Regions from separate parts of the Sus scrofa genome. Here all the other regions are linked to region 1. Evidence: chromatin contacts called from public Hi-C and promoter capture Hi-C data. All regions are on one chromosome and are shown on one strand. Each heading gives the region's core, a stretch centred on a gene start, on an enhancer-like site or on the middle of the called end of the contact. The rest is flanking DNA. Distances are from core to core; before and after follow the strand shown. Region 1 holds the start of GABPB1 (GA-binding protein subunit beta-1). Region 2 holds the start of TRPM7 (transient receptor potential cation channel subfamily M member 7). Region 3 holds the start of SPPL2A (signal peptide peptidase-like 2A).

What was found. Promoter capture Hi-C pulls out the DNA fragments that hold promoters and counts their contacts. A called contact is a pair of places that touch in the nucleus more often than the background predicts.
Region 2: a Hi-C map of liver shows a contact between it and region 1, with 4 times the contacts expected there. The contact joins the promoter of TRPM7 here to the promoter of GABPB1 in region 1. A contact is called at or near these places in 2 of 5 promoter capture datasets (fetal liver and liver), 6 of 47 Hi-C or Micro-C datasets (epiblast stem cells, heart right ventricle, liver and 2 more) and 1 of 2 datasets of contacts at active chromatin or transcription factors (alveolar macrophages).
Region 3: a promoter capture Hi-C map of fetal liver shows a contact between it and region 1, with 2.9 times the contacts expected there. The contact joins the promoter of SPPL2A here to the promoter of GABPB1 in region 1. A contact is called at or near these places in 2 of 5 promoter capture datasets (fetal liver and liver), 3 of 47 Hi-C or Micro-C datasets (heart right ventricle and skeletal muscle) and 1 of 2 datasets of contacts at active chromatin or transcription factors (alveolar macrophages).

What each region holds. Positions count from the first base shown.
Region 1 is chr1:121,408,575-121,411,953 of Sscrofa11.1, reverse strand. GABPB1 (GA-binding protein subunit beta-1) reads right to left here and starts at 1,678. Exons shown (of 9, transcript XM_021095726.1): 1 at 1-1,678.
Region 2 is chr1:121,144,326-121,147,576 of Sscrofa11.1, reverse strand. TRPM7 (transient receptor potential cation channel subfamily M member 7) reads right to left here and starts at 1,484. Exons shown (of 39, transcript XM_021095614.1): 1 at 1,191-1,484. The coding sequence starts at 1,193.
Region 3 is chr1:121,066,307-121,069,728 of Sscrofa11.1, reverse strand. SPPL2A (signal peptide peptidase-like 2A) reads right to left here and starts at 2,091. Exons shown (of 16, transcript XM_021095561.1): 1 at 1,615-2,091. The coding sequence starts at 2,076.

The sequences.
Region 1 (3,379 bases), core at 429-2,928:
GTGAAGAGGATGCTCTTTCAGAAGTGTCCAGAGAGATGTCTGAAGGGGTCTAATCATAAAGGCTTTCAGTGCCACATGCAGAAATTAGCTTTTGAGAGCAAAGAGAATGCCATTGAGTTTGGAGTGGAAATAGAGTGGATGGATTGAAGATACATTTTGTGATTAGAACTGAGCTATATTGTTGATGAATCAAACAGAAACGGGAGAATCAAGAGTGATTCCTAGACTTGGGTCATGATTGTCTAGGCCAATCTAAATATATAAATAAAATGCAAACCAAATATGTAATTTTATAGTAGCCACATTTAAAAACTAAAAGAACCAAAAATAAATTAAAAATAATTTTTTAAAGTTTCCTGGTGGCTCAGTGAGTTAAGGATCTGAAGTTGTCACTGCCGTGGCATGGGTTTGATTCCTGACCTGGAAATTTCTGCATACAGCAAGCGCAGCCAAGAAGAAAAGGAAAGAGAGAGGAAAAGTAATTTTTTTATTTAACCCAATATGTCCAAAGTAGTATTTTATATGTGATTGATATTAAAAGTATTAAATATTTTTAAATGTTTTGTATTCTTTTCTCATTACTAAGTAAGTGTTCAAAATTTGGTGTGTCTTTTACATTTATAGTGTATCTCAATCATTCAAAATTTATAAAATTTACAATTGAAAAAATTGGTTATAATCCCAGGTCATTCCAAATATATTTTAAGTTTTGCAGTAATTGAATTATGTGTCTGTTTGTTTGTTCTGGGTCACATCCCCAGGCGAATGGAAGTTCTCAGGCTAGGGATCTGAATCAAAGCTACAGCTGTGGCAATGCTGGATGCTTAACCCACTGCACCACATCAGGAACTCCCAAGATTTTTTTTTAAAGTTCATAGTAAAATTTCAGTTCCTAAATTAGCTGCATTTCACATGCTCAGTTGCCACTTGTGGCTAGTTATTGCTATGCGGAACAGTGCAAGTCTGCTGGATTAAAGAATGGTGGAAAATAAGACCAAAAAGTTGTGGGACCAGTCTTTGATGCCATATTAAAGAATTGGCATCAAAGACTCTAGAGACAAGACCATTGGGTGGTTTTTAATTTAGAAAGTGACACTAAGTTGTCACTAGGTGGCCAACTAATGACTTGGGATCAAGAGCAACCCCTCAGTTGACTCCCCAAGTTCCAGGCCCTGACCTCAGCCCTTCAGATTCAGAAGTCTGATTTTTGTCAGTGCTCTAGAGCAATGCCACTAAAAGTATGGGCCAGAGGCCACTGCCAGTCTGAAAACACTGTTACTGGTCCAAGACAAGGCATTTACAGAAATGAGAGTAAGAATTTAGAAACTTTGTAACAATTAGTTACACTAATTTTATGTCTTTGGTTCTAATAAATATTGGGGCCTTGTACTGTTGTATATGTATTCATATATATTTTATGGAAGTGCCCAATCTGGAGTTCCTGTCGTGGCACAGTGGTTAACGAATCTGACTGGGAACCATGAGATTGCGGGTTCGAACCTTGCCCTTGCTGAGTGGGTTAAGGATCCAGTGTTGCCGTGAGCTGTGGTTTAGGTCGAAGACGTGGCTCGGATCCCACATTGCTGTGGCTCTGGCATAGGCCGGTAGCTACAGCTCCGATTCGACCCCTAGCCTGGGAACCTCCATATGCCGTGGGAGCTGCCCTAGAAAAGGCAAAAAGACGAAAAAAAAAAAAAAAAAGAATAAGTGCCTGATCTTTCACTACGTAATTTTTGAAGCACTGTTCCAGAGACACTGAGATGAAGGGAGTCAGAGGGACCAAGTTCCCAGAAGAGTTATCTAAACCCATTGCCATTCTTTTTATTTTATTTTATTTTATTTTATTTTTATTTTATTTTTTTGACTTTATAATGAGAACTATAATGACTAAGCGGGGAGTGAACACCTGCTCAGTTTCTCCTACCACATCAAGATAGAAGGCTACATGAAATTACCAAATTTATAATAGCTACCACTTATTAAATGTTCCTGTTTGCCAGCCACTGTGCAAAGCCTGTTACATACATTGTCTCATTTAATCCTCATAACATCTCTTAAAATAGGGATTGTTAGCCCCATTCTTCCAAAGAGGAAACTGAGGCTAAAACAGGTTATATGACTTGCCAAAAGTCACCAACCTGGTAAATATTAGAGATAGGATTCCAGTAGAGGTCTCTTTCCAAAGCTATTGTTCCTAATCACTTTTTTTTTTAGCCATTATATTCTAAATGTCTAGCAAATTTCCTGGCACAATAACTACATTGTTTTAGAGAGAATACGTGAAGTTAACTACATTACCTCCCAGAAGGTTTCTTAGTGAATTTGGGGCCAGTAAAGGGAGTTAGTGGTATTCTAGTAACATCAGGCAAATGCATTCATTTTTACAGTAGAAATGTCTTCTTTGCTCCTATTCAGAATTTATAGACTTCCACAGGTCCATTAAAAAAATAAAAAGAATTCAGTAGAAAAATTGGTAAGAGATTGAATAGTCACTTGAGGGTATGGCCAGTAAGCATGTAAAGATGCTCAACTTCTGTGATCAGTAGGGAAATGCAAATTAAAATCACAAAGAGATCGGAGTTCCCATTGTGGTACAATGGTATTGGCGGCATCTCGAGAGTGCCGAGATGCAGGTCCAATCCCCAGCCCTGCACACTGAGTTAAGGATCCAGTGTTGCCACAGCTGTCACAGCCGTGGCTTGGATCCAGTCCCTGACTTGGGAACTCCAACTGCTGTGGGTCAGTCAAAAAATCACAATGAAATTGTGGTACACACCCACAATAATGGCTAAAATGGAAAACACAGAAAATGCCAAGTATTGGAACAATTAAAACTATGTTGTAGGAGTTCCTGACGTGGCACAGCAGAAATCCGACTAGGAACCATGAGATTGCAGGTTCGATCCCTGGCCTCGCTCGGTGGGTTAAGGATCTGGCGTTGCCATGAGCTGTGGTGTAGGTTGCAGACGCAGCTCGGATCCTGCGTTGCTGTGACTCTGGCATAGGCCAGCAGCTACAGCTCCAATTAGACCCCTAGCCTGGGAACCTCCATATGCCACAAGTGCAGACCTAAAAAGCCAAAAAAAAAAAAAAAGAAAGAAACCATATGTTGTTGATTGGAATGTATATTGGTATTGCCACTTTGGAGAATTCAAAGTTCAAAAAATACATGAAACCAAACTAGATTTAGGGATATGTGTTTAGGTGATAAAATCTCAAAAGAAGGGAAATGGTAGCTTTGAGCAGAGGAGTAATGCTTGGGAGGAGATACAAGGGAGCTTCTGGGGTGCTAGCAATGTTCTGTTTCTTGCGCTTAGTGATTGTTTATATGTTCACTTTGATTCATTGAGCTGTCAGTGTTGAGGTGGTTGATTTTTCA
Region 2 (3,251 bases), core at 235-2,734, 260 kb after region 1:
AGAGTCAGTATTGATTTTTTTTTTAAATAGAAGGCACTCTGATTCAACTCCCCCCCCACAAAAGATTCCCTTGAAATTCACTTAAGAAACAAAAGTTAAAATTTAGCATCGGTAGAAAAACTTAAATTCCTTTAAAAATTATGAAATAAAGTAAAAAGACGTTTTTACTGCCTTTACATTACAAAAAAAGGTGGGAAACAATGGAAGGTGTACTATTTATTTAAAGTATATTCGTGGTTTCAGTTTTGTATGGCACTTGAATTAGTTTCCAGAGAAAAGTAAACCTGCCAGACTCCAGCAGAGGGAGAATTGTTTGCATGAAGCCGATCTAGTTCAAGTACTGACCAGGAACACCTACCTATCCGCTCTTCAGGTCTCTGATCTAAGTGACTTTTTTGGAAGAAATCTTCTAATTCTATTGCTAGCCTTAATAAAAATCCCTATCAAAAACTGCAATGCGCCTCATCCCTCTCTGCATCTTCGGTTTAAAACACGATCAACCCTTCTCTAGGGCAACGAATGAGGTGGTTCGACATAAATCCAGACCACAAAATGCCTCGGTACCCACAGTAGCGTCCCGAGAAAATCCTTAACTCTTGCTAAAGAAAATTCCAAACCAGATCTAGCGTCAATATCGTCAAATCCCTTCTCTCGGACTCCAGAGGAAAATGTACCTGTGGAGTATACACTGCGCAGCAAACAAGGCACAGTTCCAACCTCGTGTTCTCTCTTTTTTTTGTTCCCTGCCAGACCTCCCCTTCCATGCAGAATTTGAGCAGAGCGTTTGGCTCCCTTATCTGCCAGTAACAAGCGCCAGGAGGAACGCGCTCCCGAGAGATGCGGAGCTTGGAAGCTGAGCGCTGCGTCTGGCGCGCTGCGGCCGCTCGGCTCAGCCAGGTCCTCCCGGGCTCGCGCCTCTGCCGCCCCGAGGGGCCGGAGCCCAGGCTCCGCTCAGGGGAATCCCGCGACGAGTAGTCGGGCTAGATTTGCTACTTGCTTCCTGCCCCTCACCCGCGAAAGACCTGCACTCCCGTCCCGCCAGGGCCAGTCCGGAAGCTTCATGGAAATTGGAGGGTTCTTCGCCCCAGGAAGAGTGGCTCCGCGCACACACTCGCCAGCCGAGTCCTCCCCCTTCCCTGCCTGCAACCCCCAGGACCATTCCCTCGCCGGGGCCTTCGTGGGGCTAGTACCATTCTCCTCACGGGGCGGACTCCGGAAGGGCAGCAACTCCACCTCCTCCTCCTCCGCGGCCTGTAGCCATCTATCGGGAAGCGTTTCCGGAGGCGGCAGCAGAGGCCGCCGGACAAGGACAGCCCAGGGAAACCTTCTCAGTACTAACTCAGCTCCGGCGCTAGCAGCAGAAACCGAGTCTTTCATAATTGTGCGACCAACTCCTCCGGGTGACTGGCCACAGGGACGCGCCCGCGCCCGCCTCCGCCGGCGACGGGGCTGAAGACAGACCACGTGAGAGGCGCGTCGTGTGCGTCGCCCCCCGCGGCCGGGTCACGTGAAGGGCGCGCGCTCCCGCGCTTCCAGACCGCCTCCGTGCGCGCCGCGCGCATGCGCCGGGCATGAGCCTCTCTCCGCCATCGCTACGGGTCTTCCCCTGATCTCCGTGGGCTACCTAGGCGGGACTTACGGAAAACTCTATGTCACCTCCCGGGAGCGGAACTTAAGGAAGTAGTAGTTTAGGGTTGAGGTTCCAGGCCCTCTAGTTGCGAGCCGCGAGTGGTTTCCGCTAACCGGACTTGGCCTCTGCCTGTGCTCGGGCGCAGCGTTCCCCAGTCTGTTGGCTGTGCACGGGGGTAGAGGCCTTAAATATTACTCTCTCCTAGTCCGAAATGCAAAATTTTCTCATCCCAATTCTTGTTCTTCCTCTAGTTTACACTCTTTGTGCCAGCTAAAATTCTTCTGACTTTAACTATAGGACCTATCCTCTCCCTCCGGAGATGTCGCCCCCAGGCACACACACCTCACGTGCCTTAACCAAAGATGGTGGTTTTTTTCTTTCCTTTTCCTTTGCTATCACACCAGCCCAGAATTGACTGTTAGTGGTAGTTTACTAAGTGTTGCTTTTTCACTCCAGAAAAACTTCGAGTTCCTCTCTTCCGTCCGACCCTCTGTGATGTTCTACCATCCTCTCTCCCTCTCAGAGCTCTCCTCCCCGCCCTCACGCCCCACCCCACCCCACCCCCCCAAATTGTAGAGAGGAGAATTAGGATTTTAAAAAAACAAAAACAAAAATTGGGGCAATCCGAAAACTGTCAGTGATTAGCCCACAATTTCGTCTTTGTATTTGTCCTTTACGTTTGTTAACAAATATATGCAATACGCAGTGTTGCATTTACATTTAGAAACTTTGGGAAGCACGTTTTGTTGATTATTAACTCAACAACAGGAGTTCCCATTGTGGCGCAGCAGTAGAGAACCTGGCTAGAAATAACCAGAAGGATGCGGTCTGATCCCTGGCTTCCTCAGTGGGTTAAGATGCAAACTATTGCCTTTGGAATGGATCAGCAATGGGCTCCTGCTGTTTAGCACTGGGAACTGTATCTAGTCACTTACCATGGAGCATGATAATGTACGAGAAAAGAATGTATATATGTATGTGTGACTGGGTCACCTTGGTGAACAGTAGAAAATTGACAGAACACTGTGGACCAGCTATAATGGGGGGAAAAATCATTAAAAAAAAAAAAAAAAAAAAAAAAAAAACCCAGCGCTGTGAGCTGTGGTGTAGGTCGCAGACTCCACTGGGATCCCTTGTGGCTGTGGGTAGGCCTTCGCTGTAGCTCTGGTTTGACCCCTGGCTTGGGAACTTCTGCTAAAATGCATAAATAAATAAATAAACAAGCAAACTCAACAACAGTTGCAGTAGGGATACAGCAATTGTAAAGCAACCATTTTCTTTTCTTTTTTGTCTTTTGTCTTTTTAGGGCCGCACCCACGGCATATGGAGGTTCCCTGGCTAGAGGTCTAATCAGAGCTGTTGCTGCCCGCCTACCAGAGCCACAGCAATGCCAGATCTGAGCAGTGCCAGACCCAAGCTGAGTCTTCAACCTACACCACAGCTCAGGGCAATGCCGGATCCTTAACCCACTGAGCGAGGCCAGGGATCAAACTCGCAACCGCATGATTCCTAGTCGGATTTGATTCCACTGTGCCAAGATGGGAACTCCAAGCAACCTTTTAAATATTAGCAGACTGCTATAATAATGAAGAGGGTTAATTTTAACTTAGAAAATATATTT
Region 3 (3,422 bases), core at 842-3,341, 340 kb after region 1:
ACACGCACATATATATATTCTTACAATTAGCTTAAGAAGTTCAAATGAAAATGAGTGCAAAAACTCAAAAATATTTCCTGGAGTTCCCGTCGTAGCGCAGTGGTTAACGAATCCAACTAGGAACCATGAGGTTGCGGGTTCGATCCTTGCCCTTGCTCAGTGGGTTAAGGATCCGGCGTTGCAGTGAGCTGTGGTGTAGGTCGCAGATGCGGCTCGGATCCTGCACTGCTGTGGCTCTGGTGTAGGCTGGCAGCTACAGCTCCGATTCCACCCCTAGCCCGGGAACCTCCATAATGCGCAGGAGTGGCCCAAGAAATGGCAAAAAGACAAAAAAAAAAAAAAAAAAAAAAATTCCTATCTAGGTTATAATTTTATCTGCACTTACATACTATCTGAATTGTTATCTTTTGGACATATCTGATAAGCAACACAACAAAGATGCAGACCAACACTGCTTCTTTGTTAATTCTCTTTATATCCCAGTTCCCCCAACCCCAAGCTATTTTTAGATACATTGTCCCACTCCTCTTCCTAATGCTGCCTAGCAAACATGAATACACCAAAGGCACTTAAGTACTTCAGGCTTTGATTTTTGTTTCCCAGTTAATGTTAGACACTTCCTATTGAATATTGAATACAGTCACTAGCAGTAATCCTTTAAATTGGAGAGTAAGCAATAAATATACTCTTTCAGAGAAGTTACACATTCTAACAGAAAGAACTAGACAGGAATACACCATACCAATTCCATATAAATAAAACTCAAGAACGTTCCTACCTGAAACTCCCTAAGTGAAAATTATAAGAAAGAAAAACTGAAACACTGAACACTGGCGTCCTGACCACCCACCCACTGAAGGTCCAACAGCGTGGTGTTGAATTTTAAGACATTATTACTTTTCTCTAATTATGAAAACAAACTTGTTTCACAAACAAGTAACACATATTTGTTACTGTTACTCAACCGATCGTCCTTCTCTTTAAACTAGGCAGAGAAGTGAAAACCAATAAAAGCATTACATTTTGATGTGCTCTTTAAAATACATTTTAAATTATTATTATTATCATTATTATTACCACCTCCCATCCCCAAAGAATCAAATGAGCCCTAAGGCGAAACAAAAACTACAGAGGAGGAAGGGGGTAAAGTCTGTATAAGAGACATTAAACTAAAGTGCAGTCCTTGAACCTCTAAACATCTTGGGATCAAGAAAGAATACTTTTTTCTTCTTTCGGGGTTGGGGTGGAGGGGTGTGCCAGTTGAGAATCGGTAAGAAGGGCTAGACAATAAAACACAGAGGTCAATTTAAAACGCCTGGAACCGTGAAAAACTACAGAGAAACGCCAAGGTCAAAGTAGTATTAGAGGTTCGGAGATGGCTCTCGGGGGTAGGTATTCGGGGACTTCAAATGACGAGAATAGGGGCTGAAAGGAAAGGGAAGTGGATGAAAAAGCAAAAAAAAAAAAAAACCTAGAGCAGGCCGGCTAGGCGCCGGCAGAGGGGAGGCCGGGCAGGAGCTCAGAGATGAAGAGGAGATGGAGGAGGAGGAGGGGGCGAAGGGGGCCCGGCCCGCCCCGGGGAGGCCCCAGCGCCCGCCCGCCCGCCCCCCTTACCAGAGGGAGCAGGAAGCTCCAGAGCAGGGCGGCCGCGGCGATGGGCAGCGGCCGCTGCGGCCCCATCTGTCTGGTGGGCGTCCGGCGGCGCGGCTCGGCTCGGCGGGGGAGGCTCCGGGTCCCGTCGCGGCGCTGCCTCAGTGGCCGAGCCGGACAGAAGCCAGCGGCGGGGCTTGGCTGGGGGCCGCCGCGGCTGCTGAAGCCGCCACTGCCGCGCCGACTTCCTCTTCCGGCCCCGCCCGGAGGCCGCGGAAACCCCCACGGGGCACGTGGAGCCCCGGTCCGCGCGCGCCGCCAGCAGGGCTTTCTGGGCGTCGTGGCGCCGGTGGGCCACCCGCGGCGGGTCTGAGCGCGTCTCTTTCCAGTTGCCTGACCTGAACTGTCCTCGAAGTCCCGTCCTGGGAGGCGAAGGGACTTTTTCAAGGCCGTCTTCCTCCTAGAAGCCGCGGAACGCCTCTTCATGTTTTCCAGTAACTGCCCAGGTGCCCAAGCCAAAAATCTACATACTCTGAGGCCTAATTCATCTGCTCATTAGCAGTCCTAAGCACCTCCACACGTATATTCCAAATCCTCCCACCTTCTCCCAAACCCCTGTGAGCACCCTATCCAGGCCACGGATCTTTCTCTCTTCCAAACCGGATTTACACACCCCACAGCCCGTTATCCACACAGTTGTCTAAAACAGATCTTTTCGAAAATGTATATCAGATCTCTCACTCCCAACTACACTTAGGACAAAGTCAAAACTACTCCGGACGACAAAGTTTATAGAATATGGTCCCTGCCTTCTTTTCTGACCCCATCTTCTCTACTTTCCCACGCTTGCTTTAAGTCACATGGGCCGCCTTTGGTTCTTCCATCCTTTATATTGGTAGACCCTCCTGCAATGCTCCTCTCTCTGAATGCACGCTGGCATTCACTTATCAGCTTAAGTGTCACTTCCTCAGAGGGAGCTTATTGACATACCCAATCTGAAGTAGCCACTTAGTCACTTTCATATCAAATGATTTATTTTAATTCTTTGCATAGCACTTTTCACTCTCATATTCTTATTTATCTCTTCTTTTATTTATGATGTTGAATTCCACTTGATAGCAAGGCTTATTTCAGTGCTGTATCCATTATAACATTTGGCATAAAGTTGGTCCCCAAATCCTTATTGGATGAATATTCAACACCAAACACTGAATAGAACTCTGTCCCTGCCATCTCACAGCTCAGGGTTTTGTGAAGGAAACAGATGTGTGAGCAAACACAGTTCAAGGTGATTAGTGACCCTTTTGCTTGCACAAGATGCTATGGGAGTATCAATAAGACATTTAAAGGGGTGCCAGGAAACATTTCAACCTAACTCCAGTCTAGAAGGCTGAGTTAATTTTAGCCAGGCAGTGGGTAGGGGAAGAGGGGGGGGAAGACTTCCAGGAAGATAGAACTATCAGTGTCAAAACCAAAGGTGACACTGGAGGAATTGCAAAACTTGGGCTTGGCTGAAGGTATGAGTGATGATAGATGAAGTGAGAGAAGAAGGCAGAGGCCAAATCACAGATAGATTGGGGCGTCCTGCTAGGGACTTTAGACTTATGATTAGTGGTGCAAAGTGCAGTGACAGACAATTTCTGCTTTAGGAAGTTTTCTGTGGTGGCAAGCAGTGTGGCAGATGGATTGCAACAGGGCAAGAGTAGAAACCAGGAGACCTGTTAGACAACTGCAGTAACCTAACCCAGGCAGGGATAGTGAGGGCCTGAGCTGAGACAGTGGCAGAAGAAATGGAGAGGAGGAGATAGTAGATCTGAAGGTTTATTGCAGAA